Linked DNA regions of Mus musculus: all the other regions are linked to region 1. Evidence: chromatin contacts called from public ChIA-PET and HiChIP or PLAC-seq data. All regions are on one chromosome and are shown on one strand. Each heading gives the region's core, a stretch centred on a gene start, on an enhancer-like site or on the middle of the called end of the contact. The rest is flanking DNA. Distances are from core to core; before and after follow the strand shown.

Region 1 (6,185 bases), core at 2,590-5,089:
TTTATTTTAAAGATTATATAAGCTTCCTCCCCCCACAAATTCTTGGAGGGAAATAAATATTTTAGCACTGATACAGTTATATTAAGTTAAGGGACTACCTTGGACTTTTTAAAATGTCAGCTCTTATCCAAATAGTTCTCACTGGATGAAAAAACAAAAAAACAAACAAACAAAAAAAACCCTGAAGACAAAAACTAATGGATGTATGTGGGCACAGGTTAAAAATAATAAAGGGTTCAGGGGGCAGTTTGCACTAAAATATGCAAGGTAAATATATGTGGATTATTGCTGGCCACTGAAGGGAAAACTGGAGTATTGCTGAATTTTAGTATTATAGTTCAAGTTGCTTTAGTCTATTGAGTCTTTGATTCTTCAGTTAAAACATTAATAAAAATTTCAACTATGGTAAAGAGCAGACTCAAGATTCCTTAACTACTTACTGAGTGAGCCCTCAAAGTCAGAAAATCAGGCACTTATTGTTAAATGCCTTTAAACTGATTGATATTTCCAATCAATATTATTACCATCAAATGGCATTATCCTCTGTAGGGGAAAATTCCCTCTACATATTCCCTGTTAGAAAAATAAAGTGTTCTGGGGTGTTTCCTAGACATTCTAGCGATGAGGAGAAATAGCTTTAATCCTGTAGGTCACACGTAACACATTACTATTGAGCTCAGTATACTTGCATTTCATTCTCTCCACAGTCCCATTGTTCAGAGTCTAAGAAGCCACCTTCAGAAAAGCTATGTCCTTCTGGAAACCCTTCCTTACCCCCTTGGTATGTGTAGCAATTCACTAGCCCTATCTTGGTTAAGTAGGGCTTGCCATCCTCAGTCAGGTAAGATCTGTCAGGAAGTCCTGCTGCCAAGCTTTTCTGCCAGACTGTGTGTACAGGCTTCCAGAGACTCACTACACCTCTTGAAGAGGCTACCTACTCTTTTCACACACAGTCCAGATGCTTGGCTCATTCTCCCCTGCCTGCAAAGCTAGAAGTGACTTCTCCATCCATTTCACCCATCACTCCAGTTCTTCAGTACTCTGCCTAAGTCCACGAGGCATTCTCTTTGTATTCAGATGTAATCAGCCAAAATTTATTCTTGGGCTCACAAAAAAGAAAAGAAAACAAACAAAAAACATGTATCTGAAAGCAGGACATGGCAGAGTAAATGCGTAGGAAAAATTCACCAATAACCTGATCAAAATCATTAGAATTTATTAATGTGACATCCACTAATATCCAATGTAGTTGAGTCTGTTAGAGTTCTATATTAAAATGAGTTAAACTAAAAAATAAAATTGTAGCTAATTCCAACTTTTATGCAAGGTTTTTGGTTTCTAAAAACAAAGAAAAAAAGGGAATACTAGATTAGGCCTAATTAAACCTAAGAAGCCTCCTTATTTTGAGGAAAATTAATATTAATTTTTACCACGTTAAGCTACTCACAACTATTCTCTCCAGTAGTGTATTTTTTTTTCATGGCAATTACTGAATTCTCAATGCAAACATAAAATGAGGGCTTGGGGTAGAACTCAGTGGTAAAATACTTGCCTAGCATATGAGGCCCTGGGTTCAAGCTCCAATACTATAAAAAAGTTATTAAACAACTTACAGTAGCTATAAGGGACATATGTATGACAGTGCATGTATGTGTATGCATGCACGATGCACACACATGCATGCACTCACAAATACACACACACACACTCTCCCGAGATATCTAGTTGCTAACAAATATACTTAGGATCACAATTAGACTTCAATTAGTACTTCAACCAACAAAAACTACCTTGACAACTTACATTTGCCTAAGATATACAACCTTTTATTCAGCACCAACACCTGATTCAAAAACTAGTAATATGTCTGTGACTTCTAGGCATATCTGTTTATGCAACTCAAAGAGTAGCTCTCAAAGTACATCAAGAAATACATGTAACATTTTCAAGTCCACGAGTCCTCTTTGAAAACTATTTTCTGAACTCCTTCCTAAAACTTTTCTTAGGAAATACAGCCTACACTGTATGTGTGAAGACAAAGTACCTAGAATGGTGTTCTTCTTCAATGACCTCTGAACTTATCTTGACTTTAGTGGGCAGGACTACAGGATGCAAAGCACAGCAGCACATTACATATGGAGGCTCCACAACCAACAGAAATTATCTTTTCCTTTGTTCTTTTATTAATGCCATCCTAAAACACGTAGAGAAATTTGACCCTTCAAAGGATAGTTTGGGTTCCTTTCATAATCTTTTTCATATAATTTCATCCAGTGGCCTTATTTTATCATCTTATCAATATTTGCAAACTAGTTATAAATCTTAACGTTGCTGATGTCACTTTTATATCACCCAAAGTCTTGGAAGGGTTGGCCATTAGCACGCCTACAACACCAGCACAGACAATAATCATGTTTTTATTACATGAGGGAGCTTGCCTTTGCCCTCCCTTCATCTCCAGTCGTGCCCTTGCCTACCAGCATCACATCCGTCTTGTCTGCATTGAACCTCAACCAGTTGGTTCTTAACCACGTCCGAAACTCAGCCAGGCACTGGGAGAATCGAGCCACCACACCATCTGGATTAAAGGAAAGAAAGCCTCAGTAGCAAAGAGACAGAGACAGTTACCTCAAGCTCACTCAGTCTCACATTTTCAAAAGATGTCCCAGAACCAGGTCAACCGCCCCGTGGGAATTTCAGCAAAATGAAACAAAGATTGAGTCCTGCAATTTATAAGCAATGCTAAAGATTACAAAGAACCCAATAATTACATTTCTGTATTTCACCCATGATTTGAGAAAAGTCTAGTCAATTCCGGGTCATCTCCGTTAAGCGGTCTTAGAAACCTAGCTGGTCTTAAAATTGCCTAAGGTCTTCTGCAAAATTACAAAAATTGAGGTTTAATAGAAAAACTGAAGCCCTCCCCGGGAGTGGGGGAAGAGACTTGCCCAAGGTCACACAACATGCAAGGACCAGAGATGGGAACCAGGCCAGCAAGCATCTACATTACAAGCTAAAAGAATAAGGCCACTCGCGGGGGAGATAGGCACTGGGAGCGGCTGGTTCCCTGCAATGCTGTCTCTGAGTCTCTCGCCCCTCTAGCTCCCTCCGACAACGGCAGGTTGACCCAGGTTGCGCCTATCACCTCAAGGGATGCTCTGCTAAGAGAGCCAACCTCAACTGGCTGGACAGCTAGAGAAATCAGGGGCACAGAGGTGGAGCCACGGGGGAGTGGCCAGGAAGCCACACCCCTGCCGCGGAGCGAGGGCCGACCGAAAAGGGCGGGAGCTGGCCTGCCCGCCCCGCAAACTCACTCCGCAGCGTAATCCCGGCGCGCCGCGGAAGCGGCGAAGATTGGGCGCCGCCGCCGCCACCGCGAAGGCCGAAAGACCGGGGAGGGGCGGGGCGGAAACTACGCATGCGCGCCAGACGGCAGCGCCTCCAAGCCGCCAGCCCTCCCGGTACACTCGGGCAGCCCCGCCCCGGAAGTTAGGAGTCTTCCGGGCGGCGCTCTCCCGTGGGGGGAGGGGAAGTGGGGAAAAGGAGACTGCGAGCGCCCCTGGGGCCCCGGTTCCCGATCGAAGGATGGGTAAGATGGTCTGTGGAGGCTGCACTTACAGCCGCCGCTGCTGCCGCCGCCTCCGCTGCTGCCGCCGCCGCCTGGAGACGCCCCATCCATCCGCCTGCAGCCGGGAGACTCGCAGCCTGGGAGGGGCCTAGGGCCTGGGCCGCCCGCCTCCTCCGAATCGTCGCCCGAGCTTCCTCCAGCTCCACCAACCCTCTACCCTCCCCTCCGCCTCCGCCCTCCTCCTCCACCTCGAGCGGCCAGCCAACCGCGCGGCCGCTTCTTGAGCCAGGCTCCGCGGTCGCCATGGCGCCCGGCAAACATTCCTGAGCTGCTGAGCGGGCAGTTGGGAGTCCGGGCATCGCCGAACCTGCTGGGGAAGGGGGCGCCGAGCCCTGGTCTAAAAAGTCACCACCATGCATAGCTCTCCGACGAGCACCCGCAAGCAGGCCAGCTTCGCCGCGTAAGTTCCGCACTAGATCCGTGTGGCCCGTTCCTCTAGATCCCGGAGAGACAGCCAGCCCTTCGGTTTGGAAAGGGGTTCCCAACGCATTCGATCCCGCGGAGCCCCCCAGGCAGCGCCGGATCCTCTGGCTTGATTCGGTCTGTGTAAAAACTCCCGCTGCCGTGCTAGACCGGAGTTTGTCGAGGACCACCCTGCCTATTTCTTCCAAGCGCTTTTTCTTGTATTCTTTCATTAGGTCTCTCAACTTCCAAGCTGTCTCGTGTTCTGGCTCCTTGGTCTCTGAGCAACCAAAGCTAATTTTAATATGTACGCCAGCAGAGGATTTTTTTTTTTCATCTCTTTCTGCCAGCTTACCTTAAGACTCTTAACTGCTTAGTTCATGCCGCTAAGCTAGGAGAAAGGCCCAAAGATAATGTGGACTCGTGTGGCGTTGAACTTGGAAGTGGTTTGAATTTTCATTAAAATATTCCCCCTTTCATGCTCGAACATTTCAGTGGTTTTGCGGTCTTCCCAGAGCAGCCACATCTTTTCTTCCAACATCCTCTCAGCTAATTCGCCCTTTGAACTTACTGAAAGTTCTGAGGAGAGAGCCTTGCATTTGCCCTTGAGTTAAGTGCTCAGCCTTACATCGCTTCTCCGAAAAAGCGCTTTCCAATAGCTTACAACAGTCGGTTGGCACTTTAGTTGTTAACTAGCCAGTCACCAGCTTTGATCTAAATGACCACTTACTTTACTGAGTTTTGAAATGCTTCAGTTAGCTAATAGGACATTTTTCAATCTTCACTAGGCTCGTGGCTAGTTTCTGCTGTTATGTATCAATGTCTGTTTGTGTTTATAGATCAGGGTCTTTCGCCCTGTGTAGCCCTGGCTGATATGGAACTGGTTTGAAAGTGCTGGGATTAAATAAAGGCTTGGGCCACCTGGCCTGGCCTTCTTTTTCAAAATAGTTTACTAATCTGTCTCCTTCCTAAATATGTGTTGTGGAGGCAGGTGGTTCACTTCGTTGTTGCCTTGTGCCTTTCAAAGTTAAGTATATGCATGATTCACAAGTTTTCTTATCTCTTCAAGATCTCTCTCAAGAAAACAAAACTGAAGCAATTACACCCAGTGTGCTCGAAATTCATCCTCAGCGCTGTAATTTACTGCCCCTTTGTTTCCAGTCCGCAGCCATCCCAGTTCATTAAACTGCAACCCTTGCACTTCCTCGGTATGGGTCCTGCATCTTTACTGCCAAGCATTGAGGGCCACTTCACTTCGTCAAGTAGCTGTGCTCTCCAGACCTAACAGTCATTTCTGCATTGGAATAGCTGGCTGAATCGTCTGCTTGCCAACACCCTCCACATAGTAGTCTGCACAAAACTTCCTTAAGCTTTTCCCTTTCCCTCTGAGCTCCCTTTCTTCCAAGTCCCCACGGGATCTGGCTTTGGATTATGCCCCTTGAGTATGATGTAACATCCCGCAGCACGCACACACACGCACATATACACACACATAGGCCAGGAACGCTATTACGCTTCGAGTTTATCCCCATGAGTATATTATATTCTCCAGGTTTTTTTTTTTCCTTAGTTTTTCAAGACAGGGTTTCTGGAACTCTCTGTAAACCAGGCTGGCTCTAATTCACAGAGATCTTCCTGCCTCTGCCTCCAACCTCTTGGGATTGTGGGTGTGCCCCCCCCCCCCCCAGCTCATATTATGTCCTCTTTTGTTTTGTGCACTGCTGTAGACTCTTACCTAGAATGGAGAACATCTTTAGTACACATTGGTAAACTGAACAAATAAGTAGATACATACACATTTGTAGCTTGTTACTTAAGTTTTTTTCCTTGCTTAATTTCTGTTTTGCCTTTATGGAGATATTAAAGTGAAACTAAATTAAATTTATACAAATTAAGACAAAAATGATATAACACTTATTAATGCAAAACAAACACAAAAGCTACCATGATTTTCATTTCAAAGGGGATAAGATGGTTTACTCTGGGGCTTAGTGTGAGTGACCATGGCCTGGGAACAGGCATTCAGGTTTCCTAAACACCAGGTTCCAGTGTGGTAAATGTCTCATGAGACTTGATAGGAATGACAAATCGTAAGTCAAGGCACTTTTTACATACACTGGTGGACAGGGATGCTGGTAGGTTTCAGCAGAGTGGG
Region 2 (6,185 bases), core at 1,199-3,698, 480 kb after region 1:
ATGCAGGCTCACGGAGGCTCTTTTTGTTCCCCCTCCACCAAGAGAAATAGACTTGGGTGCAGACAGCTTCTTTCCCAGGAAGAGAAAACTGTTGAACTCATTTGGGGCAAGGAAAGCTAATATCATCTTTCAGTACTGGCACTTGATGGCAGGTCCTTCCCTGGCATCAGGTATCTTTATGCCAGGCCTGGCAAGGAGAGATCACCCTTTCCTGTAGAGATGTGGGCATCTGGGCCCTGCCTTAAAGACTGCAGATGTCCTCTCAGACGGGGGAAGGTGTGGTGCTCAGCTCCTCAGACTGGGGTTACAACCCTTTCAAAAGGCAGTGTGGGAGAAAGAAGCAGCAGCTGCTGTTTGCACATGCTGTCCCTAGAGACCCAGACACACAACGTTCTATGAATCTGCAGTCTGGCTCACAATTAAAAGTGCAGAGCCCAGAGGCTAAATTTGCCCTTTACAAAAACTCCCACAAGTGGGGAAGGGAAGCACTGTTATCTTGATTCAGGGGAGGCCTCCACAGGGCTGTGGATAGGGAGTCTGAGGATGAGCGGATCCTTCCTAAATGCCTTTGTGCTAACATTCCTAAAGTTTCCCCCATGTCCCAAGGCAGTCAAGAGGTGAGTTGTCTTCAGGTAGGTAAACTGAGTCCCCTGCATGAGCTGTTTCACAATTTTGAATTTATGTTCCCTCCTTTGTAAAGTCCCTGGGCACAAGGCCTTGGTGAAATCATATACCTGGTGCATGTAGAGCAGGCTCCATCCCTCAGCGTGCTATGCCTCTCTAGTGACTGTGCCCCTTGTTCCCATTCTCCAGGCTGATTGGTCTTGAGAGGAAGAGAAAGCAGTCTGCCCATTTTGGGAACACTGCAACACATAGCCACCAAGGCTTGGAGCTGTAACTGGGCCAGACGGGTGGATGCTCGGAATTACCATCATCCATAGAAAAGGTGCCCCTTCCCTTCAGATACCCCTTATGACCTTCTCTTAATTCCTACAGACACCTGGTTCACACTAAAGGGACTAATGGAGCTGTTTTATCTCTTATGTATCTCTCTGATAGCGCAATAAATTGTGGCTCATTGAGTGGGTACTATGTGCTGTCTCACATAATCTCTGTGCTCAGTATTGAGAGCCAACTCCATCACATGTGGTGAAAGATTGGTGGGATGGGAAAGCTTCGAGAGTAAATGAAAAGCATAGCCCAACTGGGGAGGGGCACACTTTAGTAACCCTAACATGGGGGGGGCACATTCTAGTAACCCCAACACCTGGGGGGGGACAGAGGCAGGGGTTTGAGGCCATCCTAGCCCTCATTGGGACCTCCTATCCAAACATACACACACACACACACACACACACACACACGGGGGGGGGGTGAGAAAGAGAGAGGACAGACAGACAGACAGAGAGACAAGACAGAGTATAGAAGTAAGGTGGTAACTAAAAACCAACTAGGAGATTTTTCATGTTCAAGTAGATAAGAGCCAGTGGCAGAACACATGAGAGGGTCCTTCCAAATGAACTCCTTGCAAAGGTTTGCATTTTGCTGTGGAATGCCTTCCCTGCCTGCTTCTGTGTCTGTAAGCCAGCGCTGTTCTGTGTCACAGAAAACAAATGTAGATTCTTAGCCCTTAACATTGTTCTTGATAGAGGAGGTCACCGCCTGAATTAATCTTTTCACTTAACAAACGCCTCTGAGGTAGCCTCAGAAATACTGAAAAAAAATCCATCGTCGCTCCTGAAGGTGGACCTCTTCCTCAGGATTTCCCAGAAGCTTCCTTGGGGGTTTCCCTCCAGACACAATCGGCTTCTGTGGAACAGACCTGGCCAGGGCCTGGCCAGGCTCCTTTTTCTCTAGAAAAACAGGGATTGCCTTCCTTCCTTGCTTCTCTCCTCCTTCCCCCATCCCACCTTTCCTTCCCCTGCTCTCCCCTCCCTCCCCACTTCCTCTCTTGTTCCCCTCCCATCCCCTTCTTTCTCTGCCTCCTTTTTTCCCTCTAAAACAAAACAAAACAAAACAAAACAAAACAAAACAAAACAAAACAAAACAAAACAAAACAAAACAAAACAAAACAAAAACTAATACCTTACCAGGCAGAGGACTGCAGGACTGCAGGAGGGTTATGAGTTCAAGGGCCACCCTGCACTGTGTGTGTGTGTGTGTGTGTGTGTGTGTGTGTGTGTGAAATTCTTGTCCCCAAAACAAGATAAAGCCCCAGATGTCTCAGGTGTGCTTTTACCACAGTAATATTTATGTGTGTTTGGGCAAGATGCTTAGTATCTCCAGAATTCAGATTCTGTCTCTAAAATGTTTGTAGTGACTTTCATTTTCCCTTTCAATGTAAAATTAAAGTTAACACGAATAACCACAACAGTAGATAAGGCCTGAGCCACCGGAGTCAGTCAGGTCACAGCTTCAAGCTCTCCTTTCCCACTTCAGCACCAACTTAGGCTAGGAAAGCTACTCTGAATTTCTGTTTTTTCAGCATGGTGAAGAGGGTTTGATGCAGGCAGCACTGGGTCTGAGCACCCTCACTGTTCGGTTGCTTTAGCTCTTAGACATCCACAGACACCGACTGGCACACCACTAGCTCTATCAGGAGACCCCAGAAAATTTCTCTCATTTCTGTCTGGACATTTGGAAGTTTCTTACTTGTTCATTTCTTTTAAATGATAATTTAAGATTTATCTATTTTATTTTATTTGTATGAGTTTTTTTTTTTCCCTGAACATAGGTATGTATATCATGCACATGCCAGGTGGCTGTCGAAGTCAGAAGAGGGGGGTCAGCACCCCTGGAACTGAAGTTACAGATGGTTGTGAGCCAGCATGTGAGTACGAAATCAAGTCTGGGTCCTCTGCATGAAGGGCAAGCACATTCAACAGTTGAATTAACTTGGTAACATCCCTGTTTGCTCATTATAAACTTAATTCCATTACTCCCATCTGAGCTCAGTTCCAAATATAACTCAGGAGACTTCCTAGTCTCCAACCTTTTCTTTAAAAATATATTTTAAAAGTTAGTTGTGGGTAAGAACAGAACATTAAGACAAACGTACTAAACCTTTGTACATTAGAACACTGGGGAGTTTTTTTGAGTACTCAAATGGGTCTTGTGTGTTCCAACTAAATAAAATCTAAGTCTCTGAGATGGGACAGATATGGCGTGTTTTAAAGTCCTCTTGATTATTCTAATAACTGGCCAGGACAGAGAGTCACTCTGCTCCATGAGTCCATGATGCTGGCCTGACTAATGCACCGTGAATAGATTCAGGTAAGAGTTTGACGATGACTCTGAAGCCTTATCATTCACCTAACTTCCTTAAGTCACAGCTGAAGAATGTGCGGCCAAAATCTAAATACACTATTTTTAACCGATTTCTGCTCAAGGCAGTCTAGTGACCCTATCAGACAAAAGCCCCAGTAATGACTCTCTTCGTGACTAAATGCTTGGAAAACTATTCTCTAGGGTTTGGCCCAGTGTAATCGTATGAAATTAGCATTTCTGAAGCCCAGCTTTTTGGAAAGCGAGAAACTGTCTCTTCAGTCTTCTCAGGTCTTACTCTGTATTCTGCAAAGAATATTTTATGTAAATTAAGATCCTTGGATCTATAAGCTTTTTGAACCCACTGAGCTCTATTTTACATATATTTTGAGTCTCAAGTTGAACTGATGAATCTTAATGCCCCACCCCCATTCATTACTTCTGCCAGTTTAGATTCTCGGACAATTGATTCAATCATTCCCTTTAACAAATGCTTGATGGATATCAGATCCAGCCAAACCCTATACCAGAGAAGATAACCCTACACCAGAGAGATTTAAAATAAAACCCTGGGGGTGGCTGGGCCTAAGGGCTCACTTTTAGCTCTCTTTCTCTCTCTGAAGAAATCTCTCAGTCCTTAGCATCCCACTCCCTCTCCTCCCTCTCCCACCTCCCCGCAGTATGAAGGATAATCTCTTCTTTCCCTTTGCAGGAATCCCAGGTGGCCATTGCAGTCATTTGTGTCTAATATTGAGCTTGTCTCTGCATCTCTAGTTTAACATCATCTTGGGCTGTGAAGGAGTCATAAGGCAACCCACTTGTCAAAACTGATAAATGAATTTGGAGCCCAAGCCTGCCCTCCTAGTTCCTCAGTAAAAGTCCATCCCACAGCAGCCAAAGGCCATAGCCAACTTGTGTTCTCCACAACACTGCTCAGTGCTCTGGAAGCCTGATTCCACACAGCCTACGTGCTGCCTGGCACGTCCCGGTGCTCAGAGTTTCTATAGTACACAAACAAGTGAAGTATCTGTTATGAAAGGTGAAGTAATTGGCCTTTCTCTTTTTTCCTTCCTGTTCATTCTAAAATATTTCCAATGTTAAATATTCTGTGATTGTATCCCGACATTTCCTTTACATAGTGAGGAAGTGCCTTACTATAGAGCCTATTATTTGATAGATGGTTAAATGTCTGTGCTTCTATAGTGGCTATGAAATGCCTGAAGGTGGGACCGATAGTTCTCTTTTGAAGCTTTGGAAAGCTAAGATGCTAAATTCTTAAGTAAAATGCCCACGTTCCCACAGATACAACCAAATGGTCTAGTGGTGACTCAGAGTGTTCAGGCTGATGCCTATAGGGCTTTCACCAGCTTCAGTCAGACAGACAGCTGCAGCACAGCTCAGGTCTGTCTCACTGATGAACAGCGATGCTCATTACTGTGGACGCAGGTTGACTGACGGCATGGCACCCTCAGCTTCCCCACACCTGCTGGCTGGTATTCAGGGTCAGCTGATAAGTGACAACCCACAGGAGGGTAGGTGCAATTATATTAACCTAAACAAATTGCTTGAAATTTTGTATAGCTTATATTAAAAAACAAAACAAAACAAAAATACATTCTGTCAATACAAATCTCTACCTTCTCTGAGAAGAAAGAACAACTTACGAATATTCTGCCTCCTTCTGCTCTCTGTTATTTTTCTGTGCTCCAAGCCATAACTCCCGGGGAAAAACGTGCAATGACCGGACATTAACTCAAAATCAAGCACAGAATGAACTTGAAGTGTTTCTGGCAACTGCCACCACCCAATATTGCAGTGTGTGACATCGCTGTAGGTTTTGAGCAGGTGACACGGGCACTTTGTCCAGTGCGTGGTTCATCCCACATGGTGTTAATGATGGCTGCCATGAACAACCCAGTAGACGCCAGCCAAATTATTGTACATGTTCAACTGCTCTGTTCTAAGCTCAGACACAAAGTTCTCTGCTCATCTAGAAACCCAAGAATTAGTTAAGGAAACAAAGACTTAATATTTTGCAGCCATCGTCCCTCAATATGGAAGCATCAAACTAGTTTACTACTTTAATTGTCTTAGTATGTTTGAGTTTGACATTTACTGTCTGAGTTGCTAATTTGTGTTCTGTGAAAAGTCCTTCATTAAGGTTTTATGACTTTGGATTATTACAGAATTACTAATAATCCATAAAATGGCCCTACAGACTTCTGCCATTTCCTTTGACATCTTGATATAAAGTGGTATTCTCAGCATTTATTATAAAATGAGAATATCAACTGTGAAAGCAGTGGAGACTCCCTGTGCCCTCAGTATCAAATATTCAGGCAAGATTTAGTTCTTTATATAAAAATAAGCAAGCACACCTATTTCAGTATATAAATTTTTATTCCAATTTAATAAATGGAATAATTTAAATAATTGGAATTTAAATTCCAATTTAATAGAACAAAGAATTGTTTGATAATAGTTTCCCACAATTTACTGTCACTAAATGATTGATCTGTGAACTTATATACTTATATATACATATATGCATATATGCATGCATACCATATGGCTAGATAGACATTGTATGTTATAAACCTGCATAATTGGGATTACAGTGTAAAGGGTTTAAGAAGCCCTATTCTAAACATATCGAGACCCCATAAGCTCCTCAAATTGTGTGGGCCCCTTCTCCTACAGGGCTGTGCTGTTCTCAGGCTCTTCATCCTGCCTTTCTTTACCCGTGGAACTTGAAACACCACAGAATGCCATTGAATGGTAACTTACATTGTTTGTGCATAGGCATTCATTGATTATTTAACTGATGCCATTGTTCCTCGATGTCATTTTCTCATCCTAGTCCCTGAACACAGTAGGCAGGCAGACTGTAAACACATGCAAAGATCCACGTCTTACAAACC
Region 3 (6,185 bases), core at 1,770-4,269, 470 kb after region 1:
TTGTATAGACATCAACTGTTGGGGCTGGAGAGTTGGCTCAGTGATGAAGATCATGCTCTGCTCTTGCAGAGGAGCTGAGTTTAGATTCCAGAATCCATGTTAGGTGGTTACAACTTTGCCTGTAACTTTACCTCCATGAGGTGTGCCTGCATACACATAGATACCCACACATAAACATAATCAAAAATAAAATAAATCTTAATGAATTATAAAAGCCAACTCTAAATGCATTAAAGACTTTATTCTAAGATCTTAAACTGTCAGAGGGGGGCAGAGAGATGGTTCAGTCATTAAGAGCACCAACTTCAATTAAAGTACTTCAAAATATAGGCATAGGCAAGAACTGAAGTTTCAGGGACTTAAGATAAAGGGCCAAAAATTGACAAATGAGACCTCAAAAAGTTAAATGTAAAAATCTTTGTACAGCAAAGAAGAGAGCTAATTGGCTGAAAAAGTGGTCAGTAGAATGGAAGAAAATTTTTATATAATTCTAAAGCTGATAGAGTCTTACTATCTGGAATATTAAAAGAACGCATGGCATGAACAGATGGTTCTTAACAGATGAAGCACAAATGACTAATAAACACATGAAACAGTGTTCACACTCATTAACCATTAAAGAATTGCAGACTAAATCTACACTGAGAGCCCACTGATTGTTATTCAGGAAACAATTGCTAGAAAGAGCATGGGCAGAGAATTCACTTTGACATTGCAGACATTGTAAACTAGTCTAGCCACTATAGAAATCAGTTTGGATGTTCCTCAAAACAATTAAAAAGTAGATGTGTTATATGACTGCCTGTAGGTATTCGTCTAAGTACTCCAAATCAACGCATCAATGAGACAATTATACAAAATGCTTAGTGCAGAAGTATTCACAGTAACTAGGTTACTTAGATGTCCAATACAATTAGAATGTACCTTTTAAGGTGGTATATAATGCAGAGGTTTGAATGAGAATAGCCTTTATATATTTGGATGTTTAGTTGACAAGCAGTGGAACTGTTTGAAGGGATTAGAAAGATTTGGAGGTATAGCCTTATTAGAGGGAGTGTGTCATTTGGGGTGGACTTCTAGATTTCAAAAGCCCTTGTCAGGTTCACTTTCTCTTGCTGCCTGCTGCCCAAGAATCAGGACATAACTGTTAGCTGCTGTTCCAGCACCATGTGTGCTACCATGCTTCATGCCACGAGAATGGGCTATAAGCTACTGAAGCTATAAGCCAGCTCCCAATTAAATGATTGTTTTATAAGAGTTGCTATTGTCACGGTTTCTCTTTACAGCAATAGAACATTGGTTAAGGCAGACATATATATGCAGACACAGACATAGACACACACACATAAACACATACACATACATACATACAGACACTCACACACATGCAGTGGACACACACATGCAGTGGAACTCTTTAAACAGTAGAAAATTAAGTTCTGTCATTTGCAAGAAAATGGATCCACCTGAAGATAATAAAATTAAACAAATTAAGCCAGTATTAGAAAGACAACTCTCATATATTTTCTTATACCTGGTTTCTATATTTTATATACATATATAAGACTGTGGACTTATACATTCAGACATACACACTCACATTCATACATAAACATATACAACTCACAAAAGTAAAAGTGAAATTATTTTGAGGAGCAAGGGAAACTAACAGGAAGAAGAATGATTTAGGAAGTATGGGGTGAAGTATGCTCAATGTACGATCTGTAGGTGAATGTCTTTACATAACAAAATCATTTAAAACTATTTCCCTACCCCATCTCTTCTATCTCCTTCTGACTTTCTGAAGGCCCCTTCCCTCCAAAATGTCTTCTCCCAGTTTTCACTTGTGTGTGTGTGTGTGTGTGGGTGTATGTATGTGTGCTTATGCACACGCACGTCCCACTGGTTTCATTAGAGTCACTTGTGTAAGCACAAGGGGGGAAGGCTATTTATAGATACGTGGGCCACTTTTCATTGGATGTACCACTGATACAAAATGACACCCGTCCTCCTGGAGCCATTAACTGCCAAAGGTTCCCCAAGAAGTAGGACCCTATGAAATCCTCTTCCCTCCAGGATTAAATGTTGAACATTTTCCTAATAATACCAATGCTACAGTTTATGAAAGCAATATATAATAAGTGTTTGATTGCTGCCCCATGACTCCTCCTCCCTCTGGGTACCCAGGCCTGTTGTGCATGCACCAAGTTGGCCTAGAGGGAGGAAAGCTTATCTGGGTGCTGGTGGGATCTCGAGTGGTAATGAATGCACGGGCAATAAGCACAACCAGAGCAGCTTTGTAGAACTGGTTCATTCATTTGAGGGGAGGGGAATTTGTATCCCTGGGGAGGTGGACAGGGTCTCTGGGGCAAGGGTTGTGTGGCTGAGTACCACTGGCCAAGACAGGGGTGTTGAAGATGTTTCATCTACAAACTCAGGGAATGTAGGATGTGTTTGTGGGGAAACCTCATAAGGTCAAACAAAAAGTGCAGCCTCCTAACTATTAGGGTAATAAATTCCTGCTAGGGTTGATGGTAGGATTTATGGCACCAGATTAGGAGGGGGAGGTAGCCAATTTCTGCCATTCTCACGTTTGTGATATCTGGGTTGAAGCTCCCTTGACCACTCTTCTGTAACCTGGGGCCATTATGGTCCCACATTTGACTTAAGCAAGTGCATTTTTATCCACAAAAGCACACGTTCAGGACTCTACTAGTATAGCTGGAAATTGGGAATTTTTTTTCTGCTATTGGTCTTCTTATGTCCTTCTACCCTCTGCTCTTTTCTTTGGATAAAATCACTAGGTTGCCGTGACATGTTCATATTATCATATAATGCCTGTGTTGCTGGACTTCAAAGCAGAAATAATGATTTTGTATTAAGAACATCATTCAAACTTAATATATACTTCATAAATAAACTAATGACTTGGTTTTGCTAACACTAAAGTGCTATCAGAGATCACATCAATGACCATAATCTTGCAGTGACTCTAAACACTAAGAGGATGTAAACTATTTCCTGACTTGAACTGTAAAAACGAACTTCCTCATTTCAATAGAAATGACACACTCTCAGTGACACCAAAATGTTTTTCAGTGTTTTTTTTTCCCCTGCCTTTTAGAGTTGGAAAGAATTCCAGAAGGTGTCTGGTTGCTATTGCTCTTTTACCCTGAAACACACTTACACCCACGTGATAGAATAGCTCCCTTAAATTTAACCCAGCAAACACTGGCAATATTGATCTTTCTCCTATCCAAGTATCACTAGTAGTGAATTTACCATCCTCAGTTAAGTCCCAGGAAAAATAAAATTATCTAACACTCTATTGAACCTGCTGATGAGATAAGGCAACAGAAGTGAATCTGTTCTAAAAATTGACTGGAGGAGGGGGTAGCAGTCATAATGAGAAAGGAGTATTACTGTCTGGATGGCTTAATCTCCAACTGCTCTGATCATTATGAAGTTTAAATAAGTAAGTAAGTAAGTAAGCAAGTAAATAGATAGATGATAGATAGATAGATAGATAGATAGATAGATAGATAAGATAGATAAGTGAGCCAACAGACCCAGGTATATCAGAGAGGATAGAAAAGGATTATTCAATATTAGAGATGAGGCATTAATGCCAAAAGGAAAGATTATTTGACTTTTAAGGAAATTTTTGGGCAGGAAGAAAAAACTCGGTTGATAGGATGTTTAGTTACTGCAGGAAAGACCCATATTAGCCAGGCTGGCCACAAGTCACAAGATCCTGAGTCAGAAGCAGGGATTGTTGAATATGGCTTCTTTTTCTTTTAAGACAGAGTCTTGCTATATAGCACTGGCTATGTAGCCGGTGCTGAGACAGCAGGCATGTGCCACCAGCCCCACTGTAGAATACAGAACTTAACGTGGCAATAGAGGAGGAGGAGGAGATGGTCACAGGGATATCAAGGTGTCATCAAAGCACCCACTGATGTGTGAGAAGCTTCTGACTGAAATGTGACTTTGAGCAGCCATAGAGAATCCTTCCTGTGTTTTACTTGCTACCGTGAGAACTATCCACTCCTGGAGACCTCCATAACTGACAGTGTCTCCTCCTTGAAGCTTCAAGAAGACTCACAATGCAGAAGAGCACTAGACTGACAGGAGACTTAAAACAAGGATTTGGCCACTGCCTTTGGGGGACAAATGATGCTCTCTGTGAGAAGGTTTCCTGTGCAGTGTGAGCAGATAGTCAGCATCCCTGGTCTCCTCCCAATGCAAGCTAGTAAACAGTTCCTTTGAGGTAGCATGGAAAGTGTCTGTATATACCATCAAATACTCAGAAAGAGGGAGAAAAGGGAAGGGGAGGGGAGGGGAAGAGGAAGGAGAAGAGGGAGAGGGGGAGGGGGAGGGAGAGGGAGAGGGGGAGGGGGAGGGGGAGGGAGAGGGGGAGGGGGAGGGGGAGGGGGAGCGAGAGGGAGAGGGAGAGGGGGAGGGAGAAGGAGAGGGGGGGAGGGGGGGAGGGAGAGGGAGAGGGAGAGGGAGAGGGATCCACTTTCCTAGGACACTGTACTCAACCATCTAGTCTCATCTTGTATCCATAGAAAATGAAGGTCAGGAAGAAAGTTGCAGAGTATTAGATAAAACTCAGTAAAACAATTCATTATCCTTTATGTACTTATAGGGGAAAGAAAAGCGCAACATATTTGAGAGTATTGTAAATGGCACATTGATATCAAAGTTCCAGCTACAATCACTTCCAAATGCAAATGAGAATGTGAAGTGTCAGGTACTGATGTCTTTATGACCAAATATAATGCTTTATGTGTCTACCTACGAAATCAGCCAAGACTTTTTTGGATGATCCCTCCAAATCCTTAGAGGAACTGATCAGCAGGACCTTCATGTGTAGAAGCACATAATTTAAAAACTAAGTCATTGTATAAAACAAGTTGGGAGAATTGCAGAATCTAAAGCTGCAGAACCTTTGCTGAGGCTGCCCCCCAAAATGTTTATTTCCTAGTTTTTATTAAAGGTGTGTGTGTTGGGGGGGTGGTGGTGAGTGTGTATGGTATGGTGGTGTATGTATGTGTTGCAGGGTGAGGGGTGTCCAGAAGGGGTTTGATCCTCTCGACTTGGAGTTCCCGGTGGTTGTGAGGTGCCAGAGAATGTATACTGGCAACTGAACTGGTTTTCTCTAGCAGAGCAGCAAGTTCTCTTCACCACTCAGCCATCTCTCCAGCTCTCTGGGTTCAATTTTATTATGATGAAAACAGTTTTCATATGCAAGCTTCTGCACATGGTGTCTTAATGGAATGGGGTTCTTCTGCTCTGTATATTCTATCTCCATATCTCACTCCATATCAGACTCTTAATGTTTGTAGTCATTTAGTTTCTATAACTCATTCAAGACCATAGAGATTTAGTGTTCTGCAGAGAACCTGGACCAAGAGATTAGATGGCTCACGATAGAAAGCTCTATATTTCAGTTATCCAGTTGCAGTTGCCCAGCAGCTAGCCTGTTGCCCACTAAATGGACGTTTAGATCTCTGGCCCCCATCACATTTCTTCACTTTCTCATCCCCAGCTGGCTGTGCCCTAGGCTGAGCTGGTCACACTGGTCCCATTGATCTATCTAGGCTGCTCAGTTAGGCATTCTTCAGCCTTGTCTGCACTCAGAGCCTTGCCCTGGAGAACTGTGAGTAATGTGCCCTAAAACAGGATTTCAAGGGTGTCTCTGAGCTCCTCCACTGCCCGGTATCTCTCCAAGAAGTTTGTGAGGAGGGTCCACCTGGGCAATATCACAGTTCAAGTACCAAGGGACCCAGGATTTGTAGCTCACACGCCTTCCATCTGTGGTACCCTAGTGTATGGGAAGATCTGCCTGGCTCTAGATGGGTCTCTTCTGGTCTAGAGACGTGAGACTTATCTCAGGTCACACACTTATTAGAGACAGAGCTAGGGACAAAAGCTAACTTTTGCGTCTGAGTCTCCTGGTACCACACCCTGTGGAGTCTCCATGTCTTGTCTTTATTTTCCTTGCCCATCTTCCTTCCTCCCATTGACGCACTCCACCACAGACCCCTCCTGCTCCTCGCCTATCAGTCAGGAACATTGACTTGAACAGCAGCACGTTCAAGCAAGGTAGTGTTTCTAAAGCTTTGAGTACGTAAGAAGGGAACTTTAAAAATAGATGCATTTTACTGCTGTGTGCTTGT
Region 4 (6,185 bases), core at 2,121-4,620, 350 kb after region 1:
CACACTGACCCCTTCTTAGCACCAGCAATGCACACAGCACCAGCAACACACATAGCCACAGCAAAAGTTCCTTTTGCTTACCACCTTCACTCCCATTCTACATCCAAACATCATCATGTAGTTCTTCTCAGCAAAGAAACAACTCAATACCAACCACTGTCAAAAATATAAAGAATTCAGGAAGCAACAAGTCAAGGATACTGCTTTCATGAGGATAACTGAAATAAAGCAATGGAACCACACAGTGATTTGTCGAAGGATCCTGCAGTTATGAAGTTGGCTCTCAGTATGAGAGCAAGAGGGAGGTGGTACCACTCCTCATCTAAGACCAGGCCTTCCAAAAGAGACTGGATGAACGAAGCCTACATCCTGTTCCAATCAAACAGAGATATGAATCTGAACCATAATGCATTCATCTAAATATGTATTTATTCTTGTTCCCCACAAAGTAGAGGAGGGGCTGAAAAGTTGCCCTGCCAGACTTTCCCCAAGCAGCAGACAGAATCACTGCAGCAATATAGCAGTGTGCACGCACGCGCACATGTTAGTATCAACTACAGCCTCTCTAGAACTGTGTTTATGTGCATGACTGCACATGCATGTGTGACCATGTGTATGTGTCACATAGGCTCTGGCTGAGAACAGACTATGCAGATGCTTGGCAGTGTAATCTCACAAGACACACATGGCATTTCACCTGAGACCTGCTAGGACAGCATTTCTGGCACCTTGGGTGAGTTCTCATCTTTCCAAGGTTATTGTGGCATGTGCAATACCCTGGTATTCTCTGGGGGTGGTTCAATGGACATAACTGCTGTAACACATCTTCGGAGTAAGACAAATTTAGAGCAGGAATTCTGGGATGCAGTATCAGAAATAGACATAGGCGTTGTGAAAAAGACTGGCAATTTAGTTGGAAAGCCACTGACTGGGAAATAGATTTCTGATTAAGGGTCCTACCTGTTTTTCCAAGGTCACTGAACAATTAATAGGAGACCTTTTAAATAGGAATTACAAATAGAAAATGTTTATTCGTTTCACGTGGAATTCGAAAGCAGGGGGCACACCTGTCTAATTTCTCCTGTGGAGATTCATTAGAGGCCGCAGAACCCATCCTGTCATCTCTGATCCCACCAGTGAGAAGATAACATCCTCCATTAGATAAATTGGGCAAGCTAACCACAGTGCTACTTCATCTCAACACCAGTCTTTGTTAGAGTTCCCGTTTCAGTTTCTGCAGCTCAGATAAGCTTATCTTAGGCCTTCAAGCTGATGTTCCGGATGGCACAACAGACCTGATTACCAGGAGAACCACTAGTGATCATCAGGAAATGCTACCAACCTCCAAAGAACTCATGGGATAGTTTCAAGCCCAGAAGTGAAAGAAACGGTCCTCAAATTTCCCATGGAAGATTAGAACTGAATCAGAATGTATGCAGATGCATTTCAACACGTCCTTTGTCAAATTTAGCTATAAAAATAGTACCCTTCTATAGACAAGTTATCTTTTTTTTTTTCCTGATGAGGATAAGTCTTGTGGGCTTTGAATTAAAAAGTATGTAAGTTACACTTTTTCTGTTTATCTTGCCTTGCTAGTCAAAGATTACATTCATTTGGAATTAACTAAAATTGATTTAACCATAGAATCTTAACAATCTCACTTAGCTCTCTGAACACAAGACCAGGCTCTAAACGGAATGATGCGCTGCCTCCATTTAAGGCTATTTCCCTGAATCTATGAGCTTCTACCCCAGAATTCTTCTCTCCCTGGAGTCACACTAATGACATTTGACATGATGACGGGGGGGGGGGGGTGGGAAGGGGGAAAGGAGGGTGGCGGAGAGACAAGGGGAGCTTCACTGGTTTTGTTGAAACCATCTCCCTTTTATTCCAGTTTGGTAAATTGCTAAGGTCCATTGACCATTGGCAACTGGTAGGACAGACCTTGGCTTTAGGTGGCCCCTCTGACATTTCTGTGGCTGATCTGAGACCCATTATGCACTAGGTTCTGCATTATAAAATCTAGCCTGGGTCCAAAATTTCTGCCTGTCATCTTAGGAAAGGCCAGGAGTTTTACCCCATCCTGCAATGTGAAAACAGATAATCAAAGGCAACATAGAGCTGTCTGCTTCTTCTCTGACCAATTTGTTGCTTTTTCTGAGGTGATGTTGGCTGTCACTATCTTAGACTGGAAAGGGCAAGCTGGTAGAATAAAATGTAGTTTAAATAGCATCTCCCAGGGGAAGGTCCTCCCTACACTTAGTATTAAATGCAGTAAGATAATCAGCAACTAATCACTTGATGCTAAACTAAGAGCCATTTCCTCTACGAACTGGTCTGAACCTGATGAAGGAGCAAAGAGGCCCAGGTCTTTTTCTTAGATCGTTCATTCTGCTGCAATGACAGCCCTCATAAAACTCCAGTTTATGAACCAAATTTGTTGCACCCCTCACTCCAATACTATAATGCAAACCTCAAAGATCAGAATATCTTATAAGATATGTAAGCAGTTCACTGAAAATGCCAGCATAGATAACTCTCTCGATGACCTCTTCTGTCTAATATCAATTTCGGAAAATACTTTCCATTGCAAAGATTTAACCAGCGTGCTTAACCTTCCACAGAAACCCCTTATCTTCTTCCCCAACTTGTTTGTTCTGAGACCTTATTCTTGGCTGCCTCAGCTCTCTGCAAACACTTAGGCTTTTCTCTTTTCAAAGAGGCTGGGAGCTGTGGAGATTCTGAGCTAGACAGAAACCCTGTGGTTTGATTCCATTAGTCTAAGCCTGGGCCCGGTTGCAAGCAAGCTGCAGTATCTGCTTGCAAAAATCCTGGCAGCCAGGTTCTAGACACAGACACCACGGGCTGCATGCATTCTTCCATACTGGTCTACCCAAATCTTGCCTGGAGCCAGCCAACCACAGCAGAGGGAATCCTACCTTCCATCATGGTGGCAGAATTGCATTCCTTATTTTCCAAGAAGTCAGAAAAAACACAGGAGGATACGCTTCCAGGTCCCAGCTAAGTCCTCACAAAGCTGCCGCTGAGGTCTGCTCTGCTTGCTGCCAAGCCAAAGGAGACAAGTGTTAACCCGAAAGACCGGCCATGGATGCAGCTAGTGCTGCTTCACCTACAGTCTCCCAGGAAGATGCTGTGAGAGAAAGGCAGAGAGGAACAGCAAGCCGGCGAGCTGCACCGCCTGCGCTGCCTCGGCCAATCCCTTCAGCTCTGGACCGCGTCACATGGTAGCCAGCCTGCATCTCCTGACACAATACCCCCGGAGAGCGCACGGAACCCATTTCCCGTCCCCATTGCTCGCTACCCCCACTGCCTCCCGCTCCTCTCCAAACACACAGCCCCTTCCCCACCTGGTGACGCACTTCCCCCGCCCCTCCTCGTGGTCCTTGCAAGCCTATTGCGGCTCTGGGGCGCCCGATGATCTGAACTGCCACCCTGACAGGGGATGCCAGCAAGAAAGAAGCCCAGGAGGCTGATCCCAGGGATTTTTTTTTTTTTTTCGTTTTTCTCTCTTTTACTTATTTTTTTAAGAAAACACTTCTTAGTAATTCCAGATCTTAGCAACACACGTTTACACTCCCATTCCAACCTCACTTTGACCTGAAGGAATTTCAAATGTCAGCGCTTGGCCTCTGTGCACATCTGTCATCTGTGGCTGGCTCGCGCTCTCTTTAGGTCTCTCTGGCCCCCACACCCCCCGCGCCCTGTCTCTCTGTCTAGGTCTCTCTGTCTCTCCTTGTGTGTCTCTTCCTCTCATTCACGAGAGAAAAATCAATTCGCTGACGTCACATCATAAACAACCATCCCCCAAAGGATGATGCAGGAAAAAAAATTCATCCCAGCTGCCTTGAAAGGAAGCAGGAAATTAATTGCGCATGACATGCCCAAGGGCTGGCAACTGTCATTAAAACAAAGAAACAAAAGAACCCACCCGATTCGGGCTCTGGAATCAAACAGGCGATGCTCCAGCTCATTTCTGGGGCGAGAGGCGGGAGAGGGGGATTGAAGGCAAGAGTCTAAGCGTTGGCCGCCTCAGGCGTGCGCGAGTCGCCTCCTCCCACGCACTCCGCTCCGCAGCCGCGACCCCGGGGCTGCGGGGGCCCTCCGTCACCGCGTCCTCCAGCCGAGCTGGGCAGACGCCTGCCCCAGGTGGGGAGCCTCGCTTGCAGCCTCGGCTACAGCTGCCAACTGAAGCCGCTGCTACATGGCAGGTTTTGCAAGACGCTCCTCCTGCAGTCTTCAGTCGCCTAGGAGCCCAGTCGTTCACCCCAAGGGAAATCCAGAGAGGAAGGCAATCGGTCCAGGTTGCGCTGGAGGAATGGGCGGAGCCTGGGCCTTGGCAACTTGCTAGAATGGGGAAAGGTTCAGGCACAAGGTCTGGTGGAGCTGAGGGTCTGTCACCTGAGTGCTATCAAAAGTCCTAGGAGTCCTTCAAAGGGAGGGACTCCCAGGCCTGGTGTCCTGTGATCCTGGGTTTAACCAGGCTAAAACAAAGCAAAAAGAAATAAATTGAATCGAGTAAGGAAGGCCTATCACTGTAGGGAGCAGATGATGAAAAGGCTAGAGAAAGGTCTTTAAACTAAGGAAGAATAGCAAAGCCGGGGCTATGAAAATCTCTTTATTGAAGATCAGGTCAGAAACTAACAATAGGGCTGATCATTTATAACACCCTCACTTAGTATTACCCAGATCTCGACATAGTCTGATTCTTTCCTCCAGAGGGAATACGAGATATTGGTGGCTATGAAATACTAAAGAGGCCGAACGAAGAGATGAATTAGTCAAAATCAAAAAGCAACTCAGCTTCTTAGTAACTTACAAGAGTTTTATAATAATAATTAATGATAATAGCAATAATAATAATTTTTAAAAGCCTCATTGTTTTCCCACAAGGATCCATCTTTCTGTGGCTTCTGCATTTAAACATTAAAGTCTCCTGAGAGCTATACATGCTCGTGGCTTTTTCCCGAGGCCTATGAGGCCGTAGAGTTTTAAAAGGAAGAGATTACAAAGTAACACTTGTCTTAAGGGCAAGTTGATTGGCTCTAAAAACTGTGGTGGGTTATTGAATAAAGGATGTGTGTGTGTGTGTGTGTGTGTGTGTGTGTGTGTGTGTGTGTGTGTGTGATTAGCAAATTATTTTAATGAAGATTAACAACAGGGATGGAGACTGGTATCAAACAATGAAATGGAATCCTGTCTCTTCTTCATTGAGGTCTGAGAACAGAGGCCAGTTATACAACTCTGGACTTTGGCTTCTTACCTATAAAATGGAAGTTAGAATAAGTCCACAAGCCTATAAACCAGTGGTTCTCAGCCTGTGGGCCGTGACCCTTTTGTAGGTCAAATGGCAGTGGTTACCTAAGACCATCAGAAAACATAAATATTTGCGTTGGGATTTGTAACAGTAGCAAAAGTACAGTTATGAAGTCCCAACAAAAATAATTTTATGGTTGGGAGTTCCCACAGCATGAGGCACTGTATTAAAGGGTCACAGTATTAGGAAGGTTGGGAACCTCTGCTATAAATAGCAATAAAGCAGATCTGTGGTAATGCCTTACTATATGCCCAGAATTGTTCTGAGACTCTGCCTGAAAGTTACTTAGTGCTGTGTCTACAGCTTTGTTAAGTCCTCTATGTTAGCTTGCAGAATTACTATCACTGACACAGAAGGGCTGGCTCATGGCTCCAGAAGGTTTCGGCCAGAGACCTGAATGCAGAGAGCCACACCCACTGAGAACAGTGGTGAAAGATAAGGTGAGACAGAGGGCCAGCTTGTGGGAGATGCCTGAAAAGTTGCTGAAGAGAAAACAGAGCCAAGCAAGATTAATTGGGAAAATACAAGGCTGATGAAATTTTAGCATAGTTCAGGGGAAAAAATGGGGTGAACTTGAGGTGGACATTATAAAATTAATAAGGAACTCTGAATGGCGAAGTTTGGTCAGGTGAGGTCTGGAGGTAAATGGAAGCAGGAAATGCAGGAGATGGACCATGGCTGCAGATCGCAGGCAGGGAGAGTCTGCTGACTCTGATTCCAGCCATGGCTCAACTGTAACAGAGAGAAGCCTCTCACATTTACTGCATACTCACACCAGTTTGGTATTAGGATTGAACGCCTAACAGCTAGACAGAAAGATTAATAAACAGCCAGGAAGTATGTAAAAGAT

What was found. ChIA-PET counts read pairs in DNA pulled down with a chosen protein or histone mark. HiChIP or PLAC-seq counts read pairs in DNA pulled down with a chosen protein or histone mark.
Region 2: an RNA polymerase II ChIA-PET map of memory CD8 T cells shows a contact between it and region 1, with 77 read pairs. The contact joins the enhancer-like site here to the promoter of Wdr78 in region 1. A contact is called at or near these places in 2 of 39 promoter capture datasets (neutrophils and pre-B cells), 3 of 115 datasets of contacts at active chromatin or transcription factors (bone marrow-derived dendritic cells, bone marrow-derived macrophages and memory CD8 T cells) and 1 of 9 other capture datasets (liver).
Region 3: an H3K4me3 HiChIP or PLAC-seq map of bone marrow-derived macrophages shows a contact between it and region 1, with 5 times the contacts expected there. The contact joins the enhancer-like site here to the promoter of Wdr78 in region 1. A contact is called at or near these places in 1 of 39 promoter capture datasets (pre-B cells), 1 of 484 Hi-C or Micro-C datasets (LSK cells), 2 of 115 datasets of contacts at active chromatin or transcription factors (both in bone marrow-derived macrophages) and 1 of 9 other capture datasets (adipose tissue).
Region 4: a contact with region 1 is called in an H3K4me3 HiChIP or PLAC-seq map of forebrain, with 4 times the contacts expected there. The contact joins the promoter of Sgip1 here to the promoter of Wdr78 in region 1. A contact is called at or near these places in 2 of 39 promoter capture datasets (cranial neural crest and maxillary cranial neural crest), 1 of 484 Hi-C or Micro-C datasets (nephron progenitors), 3 of 115 datasets of contacts at active chromatin or transcription factors (astrocytes, embryonic hindbrain and forebrain) and 1 of 9 other capture datasets (adipose tissue).

The regions. Positions count from the first base shown.
Region 1 is chr4:103,111,953-103,118,137 of GRCm38.p6, reverse strand. It overlaps Wdr78 (WD repeat domain 78), which reads left to right and starts at 3,839. Exons shown (of 17, transcript NM_146254.4): 1 at 3,839-4,028. The coding sequence starts at 3,982. It also overlaps a transcript of Mier1 not described here.
Region 2 is chr4:102,626,029-102,632,213 of GRCm38.p6, reverse strand. No RefSeq gene overlaps it. Among named protein-coding and RNA genes, the nearest start is that of Gm52667, 60 kb to the right of the region's middle. Within about 2 kb of position 2,448, at least 23 of the 459 cell types and tissues checked have an H3K27ac peak or open chromatin away from gene starts, as enhancers often do. A contact at or near this core is called in memory CD8 T cells, where this site is marked.
Region 3 is chr4:102,644,110-102,650,294 of GRCm38.p6, reverse strand. No RefSeq gene overlaps it. Among named protein-coding and RNA genes, the nearest start is that of Gm52667, 78 kb to the right of the region's middle. Within about 2 kb of position 3,019, at least 34 of the 459 cell types and tissues checked have an H3K27ac peak or open chromatin away from gene starts, as enhancers often do. A contact at or near this core is called in bone marrow-derived macrophages and pre-B cells, where this site is marked.
Region 4 is chr4:102,757,320-102,763,504 of GRCm38.p6, reverse strand. Sgip1 (SH3-domain GRB2-like (endophilin) interacting protein 1) reads right to left here and starts at 3,370. Exons shown (of 26, transcript NM_001285852.1): 1 at 2,940-3,370. The coding sequence starts at 2,949.